2 separate regions of the Mus musculus genome follow, and region 2 is linked to region 1. Evidence: chromatin contacts called from public HiChIP or PLAC-seq data. All regions are on one chromosome and are shown on one strand. The core of a region is the stretch at or near the end of the contact, and the rest is flanking DNA. Distances in the headings are between cores, read along the strand shown. Region 1 overlaps Ptprj (protein tyrosine phosphatase, receptor type, J). Region 2 holds the start of Ptprj (protein tyrosine phosphatase, receptor type, J).

Region 1 (6,399 bases), core at 475-2,974:
AACCTCAGGTGTTTATCCTTGCCTTCTCTCTTGCTTAACACAGCTAACTGTCTTGAGAGTTTGGGGGATATGTCTGCTTCTCTGTCTTTCCGAAAGGAGTGCAAGGGTTTCAGACGTGTGTGCTGTGTACCCCCCGCCCCCCTTTTAAATGTGGGATCTGGACTCAGGTTTGTGTGTCAAGCTCTTTACATCCTACATCACCTCCCTGCTAACCCTAAAGCCCTCTTTCAAAACCCAGGTCCAGCAGTTCCTCCAGCAGGCCTCCCATCCCACCCTGCCCTTGTTCACATTCCTCCCACACCTTCAATTACTCTGTGTCTAGGGTTTGATGTTTCTTTCTCCAGTGAGATTGCTTGCTCGCTGAAGATGAAGCACAGTTATATTTCTTTTCTACCTTGTTCAACTCTTTCTTTAAATAACCATCAGAGCCGTGGAGTCAATTCTCGAATCATCACAAATGGCTGATGCTAATAAGGGTAAGCATGCGGCCCTTTTACCTGGTTCTGGGACACTGTGCCTGCTGCCTGGATTGCTAGCTGGAGACGGCTGAACATTTGGTTGTATAGTGTGTGTGGATTGCAAGCTTTACGCGTGAACTGTGCTGTCATTTCCTATATCCATGTGGCATCGAAACCAGGGATACCTGCAGTTTTCCCAGGGCTGGCAGAACTGTCTCATTCAGTTGTTTTTTGAGCCCTGCTAGGAAGGTCTGACACACAGTAGGTAACAGGAGGAGTCCAAGTGTAAAGAGTCCTGTGGCACTAGAAGGTATTAGGTTTCTCCTAGGCTTGCTGCCCAGTCCCCTGGAGGTGCCTTCTGATTTCCCTTAGTGGTGCCATCTGGCTGGGCCTGAAGGTATAGTGGAAGAAGTGAGGTGCTGGGCTGTCACTGCTTGATCTTATAGATAGGGTGTAGGGTTTGAGTGAGGGGCAAACACCAAGATCTGGAAGGATCAACTCTACTAAGCTACATATGACAGGAGTTTGCAAATCTTTTGGGGTGTGGTAGATACCCTTTGAAAGATGCCAAGTGACTAGTGGACATTGGTTCTCAGTCTTGAAGGGAATGGACATGGGTTGTGAACTCTGCTTAAAGGGAACATTTGCCAGTTAGCTTCTTTGTTGTCTTGTAAAAGTGTAGCCGCAGAAGATCCATGTTTCCAATGTGATGTCTGTTGTTTCAAAAACAGATGGTCAATTCAACAATGCGTCTGCTGGCCCCTGAACAGGGGCTGGGGGCTTGTAAGGGCTACAAGTCACCTAGGAATGAACCAATGAGTAAACACACACACACACACACACACACACACACACACACACACACACACACACACACCCTCCCTCCCTCCCTCCTTCCCTCACAGGGCCAAATTAGATGGATGTTATTCCATCATCCAGATGGTCAGATGCCAGCGTCACTGTGGAGATGGACATGATGTGCAGAGCAGGCAGAGTTGGCACTGCAGGGAGGGGCAAGGATGATGAGGACCAAGTTCTTTGCCTACAAGAAAGCCTTCTAAGTTTCACATCCCTCCTCCAGGTCTCTAATGCTGCCCCCTCATTCCTGTTACAAGTTTGAATTTCCCTGCCTCACATTCTTGGGACTTCAGTGCTGCGTAGGAGGGACAGAATATAAGCAATACTTTGGGTTCACTGTGTGGCCTTTACCTCCTACTCTGGTGTTTTCTTTCTCAATCCTTCCAGATACCCCAGGCAGGCTACAGGCTGCCGTAGACCAGTGGGTGTTCCGAGTCATGCCCGTGGGCTCTCCCTTCCCCGATTTTACTCATGCTGTCCCATCTTCCTGGAATACACCCCCCTCCAGATTATGGAAATCCTCCCCGCCCAACTCTGCCTTCAAAAGGCTCAACACATAGACACACTTTCCCAGAACTGGGCTGCCCTCCTCATTCTGTAAATCTGTAATCAGTCATGACTCTCTCTCAGCCTCCATGACACTTGCCTGTGTCTCTAGCGTAGCACTTGCATCATACATCATGGCTCTTCAGAGGCCTGAGGTCTTCTAGATGATGAGGTCATTGTGGAAGGTTCACATCTGACTCATTACCATGGCCCCTCAGGGCTTGGTAACTGTCAATGAAGTTTTTTTTTTTTTAGTTAGATGCTTGATGTTGGGTAATAGAGAACTGACTCAAGAGGAAGCTGTGGAAGGTCTGCCGAGAATTGAGGGCTAGGGTGGTGGCTGGAGCAGAAGTGTGAGCAGGTAGGTAGAGCAGATCTAACTTTGCTTCAGACTATGGCAACACTGTCTGTCTCCTCCTACTGCATGGCTCACAGTGTGGCTTCGTGTCTCGTAAGGGATTGAAAGCTAAGATATTGGTTCTATACTTGACCCTGTAAGGAGCCGAATGAAGGGACAGAACCAAGGAAACCTCTAAGACTCAGCTAGGATGGCTTTCTACATGCTTGCCTTTTGCTATGGCATACTCACCATGATGGTGTCCGTATGTCCTTTAAGGTTGTAAGCATGCAGGGATGGCCTAGGCTTGTACACCCCCAAAGACAGTGAGAAGAAGCAGTGTGTCATCATAAGAAGTGTGGTTTAGGAGCCTAGAGAATTGGATTTCAGCACTAGCTCCACCTCTTTCAGCCAGGTGACTTTTAATGAGACTCTCAGCTTAGGATTTATTTCCTCAATTGGCTTAAGCGGTTGCTTGGATCCTTTGGGGCTATGACAATATATGACTAAGGGCTAGGCTGTCATTACTGTAGGCTTGTAAACTCATGTGACTCCATTCCGTAGCATACAAAGTATGCACCCACCCAGCACAGGAGTTAGCATGGGGTGGTTTAAGGGCTCCTTTGGATCAAGATTTCAGGACAATGGTTAGATGTGGGTGAACTTCAGAATCCCCTTGAAATACAGTCAGAAGGAGTTGAGATATGGTGACATTCCAGGGCAAGACTGTTCCCATGAAAGGAAAGGCTACCAAGCAACATGTGTGCATTTGGTTCTGATGCCGATTTGGCTGGCCAGAATGTCTGTATTGTTGATAATGTGGACTTGAATCCCACAAAATAGAACAAGCTTGCTTGCTTGCTTGCTTGCACTATGGTGTAGAGGCCAGAGGACAACTTACAGGAGCAAGCTTTCATACCACATGGGGTTGGGGACTCCAACTCAGGCTGTCAGGCTGGGCAGCAAGCACCTCTATTTCCTGAGCATCTCAGCAGGCCTGTGGCTTTGTTCCTGTTGATCAAGGAAGACTGTTCAGTAGATGCTAATGGTCATCTGGCCCCTAAGAGCAGTGAAAAGAATAAGGCAAAGAAAGGTATGGTTTCCTGGTTGACCAGTAGACTCAATGAGAGTCAGTATGGCTGTGAGGGGACTCAGATAGAGAGTCAGGAGTAACCGCAGAGAAGGCTAGAGCTAAGAGGAGGGAGGTACCTCAGACTTCCATGGAAAGGAAAAGAACACCTTGTAGATCCAGCACTCTCCAAAGCCAGCGTCATGTTGCCTGCTTCTGTCTTATTGACAATGACCTTGGACAAGCCAGCTTCCAACCTTTGTTTCTTCATCTCTGACCGATGCCTTAAGATTCTGTGAATGAAGTAGGATTACATATTGAAAGCACCTGGCATGTTTGTAACCTTTTCCTTACAAAACTTTTTTGGAGACAGGGTCTCACTATGTATCCTTGGCTGGCCTTGACCGTACAGAGAATAACATTTTTTATTTTACTTACTTAGTTTGTAAAGACTGTAGCTGTCTGTAGTGAATGGATATGGAGGGGGCCCTGAAGGTAGAAGAGAAGGGAATCCAGTGTTAACGGTTTTTCATTCACAGCTGCCTGGACTTGTAGATCAGACACAAAGGAAACCTTCCTTTCCTGAGTTCTATGTTGCCCCACCTTGATTGAAACACAAAGTCCTATGGTTTATCCTTCCATTTTGTGCTTTTGATAGTGGTGTGAACCCTGAGATGTGTCTGTCTCTCTTTCAGTGAGGAACAGAACTGACGTGTGGTTCTGTTTCTGACTTCACGTCTACTTACCTCACTGTCCTCTCCCAGTGCCCAGCCTGAGCCCGTGGACCTAGTGAGCCCATTATCTAATTCATGAAAAGTTAGAAATCTGGACTTTTTTTTTTTTTTTTTTTTTTTTTTTTTTGAGACCAGGACAGCCCAGGCATTACAGCTTAGGTGAGTTTTGAATTTGTTATGTTGCTGAGGCTGACCTAGAACTTCTGATACTTCTGCCTTCACCTTTCAGGTGCTGGCATTACAGACTGTGCTGGGGGTGGACCCTAAAGCTTCATGGATGCTAGGCAAGCACTCTACCAGTTGGATTTCTGAGTTCGAGGTCAGCCTGGTCTACAGAGTGAGTTCCAGCATAGTCAGGGCCATACAGAGAAACCCTGTCTCGAAAAACCAAAACCAAACAAAAACAAAACAAAAACCCAACAACAACACCACTATGAAATAAGACAGATGGGAAAAGGAGTGGAGAGAAGCTGAGAAGCCTAACCTAACTAACCTAAGTCTGAGTCCTGGGGCCTGAGCTGGAGACCGTGGTTAGACCTAATCATTTCAGAAGAGAGACCCTCGTCTCAGAAGATGGAAGGGAGAGCCAATGCCCAAAAGTGCTCCTCTGACCATCACACATGCTCGTAATGCAGACATGCATGCACATCATCAAATGGCTATAAATGTGAGGCTCTCCATTTTACGCCATTGTCCATTTAACTGTTAGTGCTAAACTGCCTTGATTACAATAGCTTATAGTAAATCATAAAATCAGGGAAAAGAGTACCTAGTCCTTTCTGTTAAGATCCTCCATTGTTTCTTTGATCCTCTTGCTGTCTATCCTGGCCTCAAAAATTAACCAATTAACGGATTCACTCAGCATATACAATTTATCTCACACTGACTGTGTACTATGCACTACAGTGTGCTTGGGATACTGAAAAACTCAGACAAATTCCCATCTCTTTGGTGGGGAAGATAGATAAATATGTTAACAAATAAAAAGCAGAATGTTGGATGGGCTTTACATCTGTGAAGAAAAGTGAAGTTGGATAAGGGGATACAGCACGGAGAGGATGGAGTAGGTTCATGTTATATGTGGTGCCAAGGAAGGCTTTTCACCATCATCACCATCACCAACATCACCACCATCATCATCAGGTGACAAGGCCCAAGTCATGGCCAGTTGACTTGTGAATGGAAAAGTGGACAGCAGGCTGGTGGGAGTTAGAGGAAGACACTTGGAACTTCTGAGTTCTAGATGCTTATTGGTTATCTGAGTGGGATTTTTGTATGGCCAGTTGGAGCAGGAGCCTGGAGTTCAGGAAGGACATTGAGGCTGGAATTATATTTTTGGTTGTGAGCCTAGCCTTTAACGGCTGAGCCATCTCTCCAGACCAAGGCTGGAATTATAAACTCAAGAGCCATTAGTTGTGTGGAATCAGCTCTGATGTGATTACCACATCAGAGAGGTAGTACTGGCCACGTGGTGTCCAGACTGCCAATATTCCTGGGTTATAGCCACTTATCTATATCACTGACCTTGCAGCTGAATCTGGGCAGAGTGACCAGTGATTAGATTAGTAATTAAATCCTTTTAGCATGGCTATGGTTGGAAATCCTTGGTGTGGAAATCCTTTGGAATGATGGGATTGGGAGCCGCAGCATGGGAGGGAATCACAGATGAATCTGTGCTGGGGACCTGGCTCCATTGTGTGTGTGTGGTGCTGGACGTTGTCAACCTTTCAAAGGACTTGACAGTTTTGAAGGAGAAAGAGGAAGGATGGTCTGGATCAGCAGTAGGGAACAGGGATGGGACCCATCCTACATCTCTGTAGTCTAGACGACAGTGTTTGACTGTAGTAGCAGCTTAGCATTGCGAAGATGCTTGCTAGCTGGCTTCTCTTCAAAGCACACTGGGGATTGTGGAGCAGAGACTTGTGAAGACTTCAACTTTGAACTCTAGGGCACTGATGCAGAGTAGAGACCTCCTCGGACGCAGAATAACCTGTGAACTTGGCCTGAATTGATTGAAACCCCCCTTTTCATGCCTGCCCCATTCTGGGGTGGATGCTAACCTAGGGTGTCCCTCAAGGAAGAAATGCAGTCTATGCAGAAGAACTCAGCAGCAGAGGTGGGAGCAGAAAAAGAACAAAGGATGACACATTCTGTGCTCCCCGTTAACTGAGCTGTTTCCCCTTTGGTCTCAGGGAAGTCTCTAAGTGTGTGGGTGCTGCTCAGGCTTCCACAGAATTTAGGCCTGGACTTCACATCACCTTGGTTCTGCTTTTCTTAAATTTTAACTTAAACGATGAACTGACAGAATGGCTCTGAGAGCTAATTAATGTATTAGTGGCCATTGCTACAATTGCACTAAAGGACACGACCTTCCCCCAGTTCTCTTGTCAGTTTATC
Region 2 (6,273 bases), core at 164-2,663, 37 kb before region 1:
AAAAACACCTGTTTCTGCCTCAAGAAGAGTGAGGCAGGGAGGAACATAACTCCTGTGGGCTGTGATAACCAGATAGTGTTTAATCAAATGCAAAATACCAGAGGACAGGTGCAGCCCCTTTCCCCTCTGTTCTCTGCGTGAAGCTGGGACTCTGAGGCCCAAGGGATGCCTAGAAGCAGGCTGGACACCTGGTGGTCTACATTCCAGTTCTCATAGGGTCCAGACTAGATTCACTTCACTATCTTGGCTGCTCAGGTCTTCCCAAATAGAACGCTCCTGTTTCTCTGTTTCTCAGAAGGTCAAGGTTGAAGAATCTGCCTTCTGATTTTTTTTTTTTTTTTTTTTTTTTTTTTTGCCAAGTTGCTCCCACTTCCTGCCACACTGCTCCCCTCTCTCTGCCCGGTGAAACCCAACCATCCATCAAAGCCCAGCTCAAGTGTCACCTCTTCCTTTGGTCAGAATCAGTCTTTCCCTCCCTAGCATGCCTTGGTTTGGTACTGTCTGTCATTACTTCTAGGTGCAGTAGATAGAGCTCTTTGGTTTCCTCTCGTGAGCCTGGGCACAGTAGCAGTATTCGTGGTAATTTGTAACTCCTTTCAGATCAGGACTTGTGATGACAGCTGCCAGATGGGCTCACCTTATGTCCCACCCTCTTTGGGACTTTACCCATGATCTCATTTAATCGCCAGGCAAGTCTCGGTAGACAGGTACCCGTAGTATCTTCCTGTTACACAGGAGCATAGAGTGGTCAAGAGAGGTGAGGCATCTCTCTCCAAGTCACACAACCAGGATTACACAGTTAGTATATAGCACAGCTGGGCTTGCCATATGCCACAGCTGGGGCTCTAATCACTGGACCAGCTTCTGTGCAGGCTCTCTGACTTCCTGGCCCAGCGTCTGGGGAGAGAACAGAATACATGGTGTGCTTCCAATAGTTTCGGGGGGTTCACCCACACCCTCCCCCAAAGCCCACCCACGGGCCAGGCTTCACCAGATTGCGGTCTAGAAGCAAGCACGACTGTGACCTGGGCAAGAGGCACGCTCAAGCCAGAGCCAGGGAGGGAGTCCCAGGCTGAAGAGTCCCTACTGACCCATCCATACTAGCTCGTGGCTCTGGAACAGTGGAGCAGCGTCCCGGGTCCCGAGTCCCAGGAATGTGGGAGGGCTAGGCGGACAGGGAGGGGGCGCTTCCTCCGGCCGCGGGAGGGGAGACGCCAGAGCGTGCACCGGGCTCGCCACCGCCCACTCCCCGCCCGCCGCCAGCTCGCTGGGGGCGGGGGCCGCGGCGAGAGGGCGGCGAGGGGCCGCGGAGCACGGCAGCGGCCGGCCCGCCCGAGCGGGAGGAAGCGATGAATATTCAGAGGGGGAGGGGAAGAGAGGGGGCCGAGCGCTCGGCGCGGCTCCCTGCAGCCGGAGCCGCATGACGCGCGGAGGAGGCAGAGGGAGCAGCCGGGGCCGCGGGAGCCGGGAGCTGGGAGCCACGCGCGGAGGGTGGGCGCCGCTCGCTCCGCCCCGCGAAGCCCCTGCGAGTCTAAGGCCGCGGCCGCTCCGCGCCAGGCGCGCTAGGCTCCGCCGTGTGGCCGCCGCCGCCGCCGCTGCCATGTCCCCGGGGAAGCCCGGGGCGGGCGGAGCGGGGACTAGGCGGACCGGCTGGCGGAGAAGGAGGCGGAGGCGTCGGCTGGAGACGGAGACGAGGGCGCCCGGCTTCGGGCACACGGCGGGGCGCGTCCCGGGCACGTTCCAGGGCGCGCAGGGCATGAAGCCCGCGGCGCGGGAGACGCGGACACCCCCGCGCTCGCCCGGGCTCCGCTGGGCGCTGCTGCCGCTGCTGCTGTTGCTACGCCAGGGCCAGGTAAGCTCTCGAGTGGGCCTGGGCGTGTGGTAGGAAGACGCGGGCCGAATTGGCATCGCCTGCACCTGCCCGGGTGTCACCCGTTCCAGGAACACCCGGCGAGGGTCTGAGAGATCGTGGTCCTGGGAGCCTTCCTCCTGGAGGAGGCTGGCAGGGATCTTGGCCAGCCTCCTGCTCCCGCCACTCAGCCCCTTCCCTGGCTCCCGGGTGCCAGGGGAAGGGCAGGATTCCGGGGTCCCCAGGGTGTCCCCCGCCGTGCCCGTTGACTCTTCCATAGAAGCTCCCGCATGGGCTGCAGGCGGCGGTGGCCCGGCCTTTCCCGGAGCTGGTCACGTCTGGCCAGCGCGGGCCCTGCTTGCGCGCCCGAAGCGGCCGGAGGGGGCGTGTTTGCGGAGGGCTGTGGATGCGGAGCAGGGACGGCCTGGCTGAGCCGAGGCCGACCTACGACCCGGCCTGGAGGGGCACGAGGGCTTGGACAGAAGGGCAGTGGCGGTGGCCGGGTGCTTGGGGACAGGCCCTGGCGCTGGGCGGTGGGCGAAGCGCCGGACTCAGAACCGAGGGCGCTTTTTGTGGGGGAAAGTTCCCAGCCTTGCCAAGGTGGCCGCTCAAAGGCGTCCCTTGAGGCTGCTGGCTCTGTTCTCATCATCGCTCCTGAGATAGTGCTGGCTTTTCTGGGTGTGCATTCGTGCTTTGTGGGCGCTAGCTATACCCCTCCCCTCCAGACTTTTCTTTTCTTTCTTTTTTTTTTTTCCTTGCTTCACTTTTTTTTTTCCGATAATGGTGGGACTCGAATTTTGGATCTTTTCTCTCAGTGGTATTTTCATGGCAGGGGATGTGATGCAAGGCAGCTGGGGGGACATTCCCATTTTGCAGATAGGGAACTGAGGGAGAGAAGTGAAAGAGTGGAATCACCCAGCTGGTGCTGCGGGAGCTGAGCAAGCGAGTTCTGCCTCACAGCCTTCTGGGAACTGGCTGTGGTCTTGAACTCTGCAGCTGAAAGTGGCCTGGAGGATGCTCTTGTCTTGCTTTTTGCTAATGAAAGTCTCACTTGCTTTATAGGTACCAGCTCTAAACAGACAGTGAGACACAAATGAAGCATAGGCTGGGGATGGAAACTGACTTTGAGAGAAAGCTTTGCACACACACAGACACGGGAGGGAGGGAGGGAGGGAGGGAGAGAGAGAGGGAGAGAGGGAGAGAGAGAGAGAGAGAGAGAGAGAGAGAGAGAGAGAGAGAGAGAGAGAGAGAATGAGAATATGAATTGTTCTAGAGGAAACATAGGCACTGGGGCAGCAGAGCAGGCGGGCAGAAGAAGGGAGCCTGAGTCTGGGCCTGAACTAATTGTCAGCAAGGGTAACTTATAGTTTCTAAAGCAGGATTTGCACAGGACTCGTGGTGTTGTCCCCAGCAAATAATTCTTTACTGGACTGGGTAAGAGCTGAGTCTGAAGAAGAACCAGAGTTGATTTTGCCCCTTTTCCCCAATTCCATCTTTAGCAAAAAGCATCTGCAGGAATGGGGGAGGGGACACACCATTTCATAGTAGAATTGTTTGAATGGCTTCCATTGAAGAGTGAAAGAATTTTGTAAATATATATTATATATGTACACCACTTTTCATATAAAGCCTTTTCAGATGGGATTGGGGATTTATTGGGGAACATTGTGGATGGGCTGTCTTCATCCTTTCCCTGTAGGAAATTCATGCACAGCAGTCTTTGACGTTAAAGAAAAAGAACTGCTTCTTATTTGAAGTTCCCCTTCTCCAAGAATTCGCTATGCAGACTAGGGTGGCTTCAAGCTCATTGAGATCTGTTTGCTTTTGTGTTCCATGTACAGGATGGTGTGGTCTTGAAATTCTCTTGAACTAAAATTTATATTATAGAAACATTTGAGCTACATTTCTCTTTAGTTTAATTTGATTATACATATGTATATGTATGTATCTGACTTTTGTTTCAACAATAGTAGAAGTTGCAAGCTGTGCTTTGAATCAGCAAAAAGTATCTTGGGTAAATTTATCTCTTGCCCAATCCTTCCTTGTGTTTCTTTAGCACATTGCTACCCTCCGCCTGCCTTGGGTTTGCTTATTTCCTTCCTCTAGTTTGTTCTGTAGAAACTCGAGAGTCCTGTCTTCATATTCTTGTTTTTGTATTTGTTACAAAATAGGAAATATAAAAGGTTTCATGAAGAAATATCTCCAAAAACAATCCTTTTCAGCAGTTTCATTTTGATATGGACTCTTGCAGGGGATCGGCACCTTCTCTCTCTCTCTCTCTCTCCCTCTCTCTGGTGCTGGGGATGGAACCCAGGGTAGGGGATGCGCTCTACCACCAAGTTACATTCTCAGTTTTAGAGAAGCCCTGCGCTTTTGAAGTGACTCAGAGACTGTGTCAGGGGCAGATAGGATGGGTCATTGAGTAAGAGTTCTTGCTACACAAACATGAGGATCTGAGTTCAAATCCCTAGGGCCAGTGTAAGATGTGGAGTGTGGTTGTGTGTGCCTGGAACGGGCATACTCTGGGGTGTGGAGACTCACTGGGGCTTGTTGGCTGCCCAGGAAGAGACCCTGTCTGAAAGGAATACGATTCTGTGTCCTCTGCCCAGTGCAAGCACAGGCATGTGTATCCATACACATGTACATATTATACTGAAAACACATAGACCCTTATCCTCAGCCTCCCCCCCCTTTAAAAATAAGCTCCCCTCCTTTTTTTTTTTTTTTGGACAGGGTTTTTTTTTTTTTTTTTTTTTTATGTTGCCAGCCCTGGCTGGTAGAACTCATTATATAAACCAGGCTGCCCTTGAACTCACAGAGATCTGCCTGCCTCTGCCTCTCAAGTTTTGGGATTGAATTTGAGCACCAGCATGCTTGGTGCTAGCTCTGGTGGTTGAAGACAGCTCCAGCCCTTCAAACCTCTTAGATGAGGACATTGGACTTGAGAGAAGAGGTTATTTGGCAAGATAGGATTATAAAAAAGCCAAGAGTAGAGCTTGAGTTACCAGTCTGGGCCTAGGCTTTTTGGCTGTGTTTTCTCTTCGAGCACAGTGCTGTGTTACTGTATGCCCCAAACTGCTTACAAATTGAGTTTAAGAGTCAATTAGAGCAGGCTTACAATTATCTCCAGCTCCAGGGGCTCTGACCTTCTCTTTTGATCTCCACAGGCACCAATACAAATGTGACAGACAGTCACATAGTTAGACACACATACACATCAATAAAAGAAAAATAATAAATCTTTTAAAAGTCAATTAGATTTGAAATATTTTTGATTTGTGTGTGTGTGTGTGTGTAGAAAGTAAGAGGGAACTTCTTTGATGGCTTCCCTAATGTTGATTTTTCTTTTCAGAAGAGGCTTTCTTATTTATTATAGTACAAGCAACAGAAATGGGGAGGGAAAGAAAGGAAAGGGAAAAAAAGGTCACAGAAAAGACCCAGCTCTGTTTGGACACCGATGAGGACAGGGCGTGGAAGCTGGAAACTGAGATGCCGGAAGCATCAGTACTTAGTAGGCCCGGAAAAGCCATTTTTGAAACTAGCATCTCACTCCCTTTCTCCAAGACAGGACGGGCAGTCAGAGATGACCCTAGTGCAAGGACTTTCATGGGTGTGCTATCTTAACTGGTCCATTTCTGAGTGCATTCGTACTCTCTAGTTTTGGTTTATGTATGTATTAGGCAGTGTGGCAAAGTGATCTCTCCTTCCTCTCTTGAGACATATAGTCCTGTTAGGTTCCTTAATCAGCTTGACAGCAGTCTGTATTAAAATAGATGCTGATGATAGCGACAAAACAAAAACAACTGGTAGCCACTTGGTCTCACAGTGTTCCTTTTTGCTTTGTCTTGTGTCATTTGGTGGGTGATAACTTTGTATTTTTATGTCTTGTGGCTAATCTATAAGCCTGATTATTTTCCTGCTTCAACCAGAGTACACACACTAAATATTTTGGCTCCTCTTATAACTGCTTTTTAAGTTCTCACAGGAGTGACTTTATTTTTGTTTTGCTTCAGAACAACAAAGGAAAACCCAACCATTCTGTTTTGTTTGCAGACAGTTTAAGAAAACAGAGCAAATTGGTTTATGGTTAGTCTGTGACTTTGGGCTAACTTCAAGTTCAGCCCCAGGACAAAGATGACCAGGAATACCCAAGCTTTCCTGAGCAGAGAGAATCCTGGCTCCAGAGTGAGCAATTTTGGTCAGCAAAGAGGTTATTTAGCTCCTAAAAGTAATGCTTGAGGCTGGGGCCGAGTTTCTGGATGACTGTAGGCCTGGCTTTAGCCAGTGCATCACGAGTAATTACTTCTTAGTTCATTCACTTCTTGGCCAGGGGAATTATTTTGAGTGGCGGATAAGATGCAATTTTCTGTGTATTTCCCTTTTAGCATCATGCCACCGATAATATTATAATTAATAGGTAGCAT

Evidence for each region. HiChIP or PLAC-seq counts read pairs in DNA pulled down with a chosen protein or histone mark.
Region 2: a BATF HiChIP or PLAC-seq map of CD8 T cells shows a contact between it and region 1, with 27 read pairs. The contact joins the promoter of Ptprj here to the enhancer-like site in region 1. A contact is called at or near these places in 8 of 39 promoter capture datasets (the C10 cell line, embryonic stem cells, hematopoietic stem and progenitor cells and 3 more), 2 of 15 datasets of contacts at CTCF or cohesin (CD8 T cells and large pre-B cells), 35 of 484 Hi-C or Micro-C datasets (B cells, the C2C12 cell line, CD4 T cells and 27 more), 13 of 115 datasets of contacts at active chromatin or transcription factors (the 230-238 cell line, CD8 T cells, the HPC-7 cell line and 9 more) and 6 of 9 other capture datasets (adipose tissue, bone marrow-derived macrophages, embryonic stem cells and 3 more).

What each region holds. Positions count from the first base shown.
Region 1 is chr2:90,538,541-90,544,939 of GRCm38.p6, reverse strand. The region is part of intron 1 of Ptprj (protein tyrosine phosphatase, receptor type, J); the gene reads left to right. Among named protein-coding and RNA genes, the nearest start is that of Ptprj, 39 kb to the left of the region's middle. Within about 2 kb of position 1,724, at least 121 of the 459 cell types and tissues checked have an H3K27ac peak or open chromatin away from gene starts, as enhancers often do. A contact at or near this core is called in the C2C12 cell line, CD8 T cells, Th1 cells and 12 more, where this site is marked.
Region 2 is chr2:90,575,735-90,582,007 of GRCm38.p6, reverse strand. It overlaps Ptprj (protein tyrosine phosphatase, receptor type, J), which reads left to right and starts at 1,413. Exons shown (of 24, transcript NM_008982.6): 1 at 1,413-1,852. The coding sequence starts at 1,757. It overlaps Gm46752 (vegetative cell wall protein gp1-like), which reads right to left and starts at 1,253. Exons shown (of 3, transcript XR_001783391.2): 1 at 1,092-1,253; 2 at 638-897.